Linked DNA regions of Mus musculus: region 2 is linked to region 1. Evidence: chromatin contacts called from public ChIA-PET data. All regions are on one chromosome and are shown on one strand. Each heading gives the region's core, a stretch centred on a gene start, on an enhancer-like site or on the middle of the called end of the contact. The rest is flanking DNA. Distances are from core to core; before and after follow the strand shown. Region 1 has its middle 89 kb from the start of Mir680-3. Region 2 has its middle 32 kb from the start of 9130015A21Rik.

Region 1 (3,137 bases), core at 220-2,719:
TGCAATCCTCTTTGCTGACCTAAGCAATATCAATTTGCTAAAATGGTTGATTTAAATCCCAGACTTAACCACTTAGTAGCTACAGCCTATGGAAGTATTGCTTAACTCCTCCGAATCTGAGTGTATTTGTCTCAAAATGAAGACAGCATTACCCACAGATGAAATATTTACTACAAAGTCTAATTTTTCATTATTTTCTGTGGAATGTCCTCTTTCCTTTGTTTTCTTCAGTCAAAATAAGTTTAAAAGAAAGTAGAAGTCATTTATATATAAGTAAGAATTAATGTTTCCTGGGAGAATTCTACAGAACTATTAACAGTCGGTGGTGATAATGCGTGTGTGTCTGTCCATGACAGTTCAGGCGGATGTCTTCTCTTTAGAGCAATGGAGACAAGAAGAAGAGGGTTTTGTGTGTGTTTTTTCTGCTCAAAGGCCAGAAAATCCCTGTCCTTCCTCCTTGCTCATTCAGTGCTACATTTATGAGGGTGTTGTCCTGTCTGCCCCTGCTATCACGATAAGATTTGCCAGGAAATCAGGATAGAGACCTGAATGAGGAGATATGTGGTCTGTAAAAGAAAGTAGACTGGATATTTTTGAGAATTATTAGGAAAAACAAGCAATCCAGGGAACTAAAACCATATCCTCTACCTATTTAGTGCCCTAGAGAAAATTCCTCAACAGAGCCCATGTTGGTCTGGTGCATCTGAGACAAGCTATGCCAGTGGGCTTAAGACATTCTTGTTAGATATAGATCATAAATGCCCTAGACCTTTTTTTCTGGATAGATTGACCTTTTGTTCTAGGTCTAAGGTGTGTAGAAAGGTCAACAAGACCAAATTCTGCTATCTCTTTCTCTTTGAGGCACATCTTATTTACAAAAGGAGATTTAGGCAACATGATGCCATAGAATTTGGCATAGAGAAACTTAAAGCAAATATTTATTCTGCAGGAATTGGTTAGCAGTGTTATGGTAGAGAGATTGACCTTGTTCAACCTTCAGGAAGTTAATTGAGCTGTTAATGGAGTACAGAATCTCTGATTAATAAACATTAAGAAATTGCCATTAGATTTCTGCTAAATAAAAGTGATTAACAACCCTTGTGAATCCAAGAACAGAAATGGAATAAAATTCAAAGAGAAGCTATGCTTTTTATTTGGCTTGAAGTCATTTCTGAGGCTTTATTCAAAGAAAGACCCACGTTGTAGGACACTGTCCACCTTGTCACCATCTGTGTTTGAGGCTTTCAGGTCCAACACTGTGGGACAGTGAAACAGCTTCAGTGAACCCTCAGGCCAGCTGGCTGCCTGCTGCCAACTCACCTTCAGAAGCTCAAGGCCCTGATCCTGTGGGTTTCTTGAGCAGACTGCTGTGTCATTTTCGAAACGTCTTCTGGCACCACTTCTGCGTGATTAAGTTCAGCTCTTTAGTAGCCCAGAGTTTGAGATAGTTGTTGTCACAGGGGGCCAGAATACTGGCGTATGACTTCAAACAAGAGATCAAAGTAAATTCCCAGACCCGTTCCAAGTGTGTTTTGTAACTGCTGGAAAGGAACATCAAACATTCATGATTCATTAATAATTGTCTACACCACCAAGAGAAAAAAGAAAGGAGAATGCAATGGGGATTTGATACTTATCTACCCGTTAATCTACCTCCTCTGGCAGACTTATTTATCAGGGATAAATGATTCTAGTTTGCTTTATGTCCCAGTGTATAGATATTAGATGCACTGTTCTATCATCTAGCATGATTATAGGATGGCTTTGGCCAGTCTAAACATTGCCTAGGAGTTGTTTATCATGCTTGAGTTAATACTCCTTCTGGTGCATGTTTGCTATTAATTTCTGCTTGAGAATTTGCAACAAAGCAAACATTTACACAAAGAGGGTGATTCCCTATTCGCTGTAGACTTGGAGCATGTCAGTGTTACCAAAATAGACGTAGCTATCTCTGGCTTCCCAAGACCTTGGTCTCATCCAGTCACTGTACAAGCTGTGCCAGAAGGCAAGAGAATGCATCTTTCTCTGAATGTACAGTGTGTCTTGTTCAGCCTCCAGGACTTCTATTCACATGACCACAATAGGAAAGCTATCCTGTGACTTCTCTTCCCATTTGAATTTCTGAGTTAGCAGCAGAAATTCCCACTTTGACAAACTTAAAGAAGGGCAGGGTGAGAGAGGAGAGCTGTCGATATGACTTGCCGTAGGAATTACTGAGAATTCATCTCTACAGAGGAGGCTTTAGTCACAGCTTATTCATGGGATATTTTCACCTGTCTGCCAAAGGCTTAAAACTAAAACGTGGAGTTATTAAGCCATCCAGAAAATGTATTTATGAACTGTGATTCCTCATAAGTAATAAAGGAGAATAGCAATCAAAGGGAATCCTCTTTTCCACAAAAGCCAGGATTTGTAATGCCAAATGTTTTACCCTCTGCTTAGAGCAAATATGTCAGACAAATTTGATATGCTAACTCATCAACCACATATTGGGGATATTCATGCTTTAAGAAATTAGAAGTTTCCAGTGCTGTACAACTTGTGAATTTAAGGCAGATGTATGTTATGATTCATTTGAAAAATAAATTGAAATAAATGGAAATACATGAACACTTCTTACAGCTATCCCTAGATTAAGGGTGAAGAATGCTATGTAGTTTGGGAATCTCTGATATATATGCTCATCTTTGGGCTTAAGACTTGGTTGCCATGATATCTAGTGGGGGTGGCTATTGTAGAAGAGCAATAGAAGGAAGAGGTACTTGCCTTATCGGGCAATTCTTGGTATCTTTCAAGGAGCATCCTGCTGCATGGAATTAAATTGAGCTCCAACACACTAAGACAGCACATCTCAATCAACTAAATGAAAGCTTTTGAGCTAGAATAGGTGTGCTATGCAGCATACATAGTCATGTGAGTTTAGAATCTATTTTGAATCAGTAGTCCTATAAACAGTTACTTTTATTTTTAACTGAAGTATTAGAGATCTGGAGAAAATATGTTAAGTAAAAACTTCAAAGAAGTTCAATATATTTCACAGCTCTCAGAAAATATCTGACATTTTAAATTAAATAGTAAAGTAAATAAAAATATGAATAAGATTCTTCCCTGCACCAAAGAGAATCCTTTAAATTATA
Region 2 (3,137 bases), core at 356-2,855, 380 kb after region 1:
ACAAGGATTCTCCTGTCTCTGCCTTTCAGCATGAGGAGTACAGTATGTGTTGTCATATCTAGCCTTTTGCATGATTTAGCCAAAGGAACTTTCTACATTGAGCCATCTGCCCAGCCTACATACTGGTTTTCTGTTCTAAGAGACAAACCTTTCTCAGTTCATGATGATCTTTCTCCATTTTCACCATCTCTCTGAGTCTCTTTAACTTATAAGAAAAAGTATCTTGTCTAAAGTTTTATGTAGTTAAACTAGGCTTACTTTTATAATCCTATGTTCCCTCCTTAGGCTTCTCACCTTTATTTACATATGCAAAGTCACTTTGTCCATTTATCATAACAAGTTCTAGCAAATAGAGCTGAGACATCTTTGGGAGCCATTAATCTGCTTATTATACTCCAAAACTGTAGATTTAGGTTTATCATGACTACGCATTTCTTATTATCTCCTGTAGATATTTCAGACAAGATTTCTAAGCTGGCCTCGTGGTAGTCCTACTTACTGTCTTAGCCTCTTGAGTGCTGAGATTATAGACAAGATCTTGTTACACACAGAGCCCAGCCCTTACTCCAACAATCCCAAAATAGCTTATTGCCTTCATCACAGTGTCTATTCATTCATAAGAAACTAGGTCCATAGACTGGAGATAAGGTCAAGTACTTGTTGTGCAAGAATGATTTCAGATGCAGCATCCATTTGAAAACTAGAGTGTGATAGCCCATGCTGTAATTCCAAACCTGGAGGAGGAGACAAGGGGATTCCAGGGCTTACTGGTCAACCAGTCGAACTTTGGGTGAGCTGGATTTTCAATGAGAAACCATATCTCAAAAAAAAAAAAAATAAGGTCAAAAGCAATGGAAGAAGACACACAGTGTTGACCTCTGGCTTCTCCATGCACTTTCACCAGCACACGTGTGCATGTGCACACACACACACATACACACACCAGTTCAAATGTACACTCTTGCGACAATTTTCATTCCTTTAACTTGACTTTTTTTCTGCTTTACATGGGGAAAGTTAATGAAATTTATGTTGACTGGCTTTTGGGAATTTTGCAAGGCAAGAACAAAGGATAATGTAACCAACTACCTTTTCCGCAACCCATAAATATCAATATAAGTGAAATGGGTACCAGAAATTATAATAATAATAATTAATAACAAAGACATCCCCCTAAATAATTTAAGTGTTTTGAAATAACATGATCATATTTCCAAAATCCTTCAATTGAGTTCATAATCTGTCATTTCAATATTCAAAGATATATGCTGAGAAATTTAAGAGAGTTAAGGAATTCCACATAAAAGAAAAACCTCTACTGTGTTATAAATCTCTCTAAACATATTCAGTGCCACCTAGGAAATATTTGAAACCAGGCTGTGATACTCTCATCTACTAAAAGAATTACCAGAATTTTTCCTTCATACCAGCTTTGATTAATGCTCAGATGTCTTTCCTGAGGCTGACTGTATTATTAGAGAATGCTTTTGGTGAATTCTTGCTAAAGTCCACAAGAGACTGGAAATCACAGTAGCAGTAGATGATGTCAAACCCTGGGGCACAACTCAATAAGGAAACAAAGCTCACATTGCAAAAGGGTTTTTGTTGGCACAGTTCATCAGGTGACTTGTTATTCTAGGTCAGGGTGGATCCTCTCTTCTGACCCTATTATGCTTCAGGTACTTAGACGACAGCTAGAAATAAACAGAGCCACCATTCTGTTGTCTTCCTAGCCCTTAAACCTTTGTGACAAACACAACTACAAAAAGCATGATGCAACACTTTAGAAAGGAAAAAAAATTTAAACTCAAGAAAGAGATTGGTGGTACAGCGTTGTGTAGACACTGTCAGAGACAAGAAGACTACACACTTGGGCCGACCTCTACTGTCCACTGAGCTTGAATTTCTACTTCCAGTTCTTGATTTACAAAATCTTTGACATGGCTAACCCACTTCTATATTTGTTCTGTTATTTTCCTCCTTTTTGTTCTGGTTTTGTCACAGTCCCCAACCCCTTTTCATCTTTCTTCCCGGGGTAGATAGTATAGAAACATTTGGGGTTTTTAATTTTTTTTTTTTTTACATTTTTGAGATTATGATACAATTTCTCATTCCTATCTCTCCAATCCCTCCTGTGTATCACCTCCATGACCTGTTTTCTTTCATGTGTGTGTGTATTTTTGTAGTCTTAAATATGTAAATACACCCTGCTTGTTCTGTATTTTGTTACTTGTGTACATATTCTGACTGACTATTTGCTATGTATAACTAACTATGCGCTTTCCTGGGCAATACTATCTCTCTGTATGGTATCAATGACTACAAACTCATAGTTAAGAAAGAGATTCATAGAAGGCCTCTGTGATAACTCCTCCCTCTCCCCCAAAGCAACAGCCTACATAGGAAGCCAGTGAAGAAAACAAAAATTGTGATAAGGATGCTGAAGTAGAGCTCTCTACACTGACACCTTTTGGTAGGGATGTGAGTGGGGAAAGTACTCAGTTTTCTTTAAGGAGCTAACTGCTGGGAGCTTGACCATGTTCCAGTGATTATATGGGCAATACAGTTGAACTTATAATTTGGGGGTTTGGGGGTTTGGGAATTTGGTTTACTTTTTAGAGTGGTAGGGTTATACATTAAAGGAAGTACTTGCGAATACTGGGAAGTGATCAGGGTATATTAAATGAAAATCCCAAATAATCAATAAAAATATTAGGTTAAAAAAAGAAATGAAAACAATTAAAATAAAACATAAAAAATTAAGATGTCAGCATTATTTTCACAAGTAACATTTTTTAGATAGAACTCTTTGATAGCTAATAATAGCAGTAGTTGAATGTAATCCTTTAAATACTACATAATCTTCTGAAAACTGAATTTTACTATACTCTTTGTAAGAAATGTATTTTAGAAGATACATATTCTCCCCTTACACAATCTCTAATTCTTTGTTTGTTTACTTTGTTTTGGTTTTGAGACATGGTCTTAGTCTACAACCCAGGCTAGCCTACAGCTCACTATAAAGCCTGAGCTGACCTCAAACTCATGGAAATCTTCCTTCATCAGCCTCCTGAGTTCTGAGATTATGCAAATCAGCCACCAGTCCTGATGTGCTATTTTATAATCTGCATACTCTA

The links. ChIA-PET counts read pairs in DNA pulled down with a chosen protein or histone mark.
Region 2: a contact with region 1 is called in an REV-ERBa ChIA-PET map of liver, with 16 times the contacts expected there. The contact joins two enhancer-like sites. A contact is called at or near these places in 4 of 484 Hi-C or Micro-C datasets (granulocyte-monocyte progenitors and liver) and 5 of 115 datasets of contacts at active chromatin or transcription factors (a colorectal cancer cell line, hepatocytes, liver and 1 more).

Annotation. Positions count from the first base shown.
Region 1 is chr12:35,282,697-35,285,833 of GRCm38.p6, forward strand. No RefSeq gene overlaps it. Among named protein-coding and RNA genes, the nearest start is that of Mir680-3, 89 kb to the left of the region's middle. Within about 2 kb of position 1,470, at least 39 of the 459 cell types and tissues checked have an H3K27ac peak or open chromatin away from gene starts, as enhancers often do. A contact at or near this core is called in hepatocytes and liver, where this site is marked.
Region 2 is chr12:35,661,671-35,664,807 of GRCm38.p6, forward strand. No RefSeq gene overlaps it. Among named protein-coding and RNA genes, the nearest start is that of 9130015A21Rik, 32 kb to the right of the region's middle. Within about 2 kb of position 1,606, at least 4 of the 459 cell types and tissues checked have an H3K27ac peak or open chromatin away from gene starts, as enhancers often do. A contact at or near this core is called in hepatocytes and liver, where this site is marked.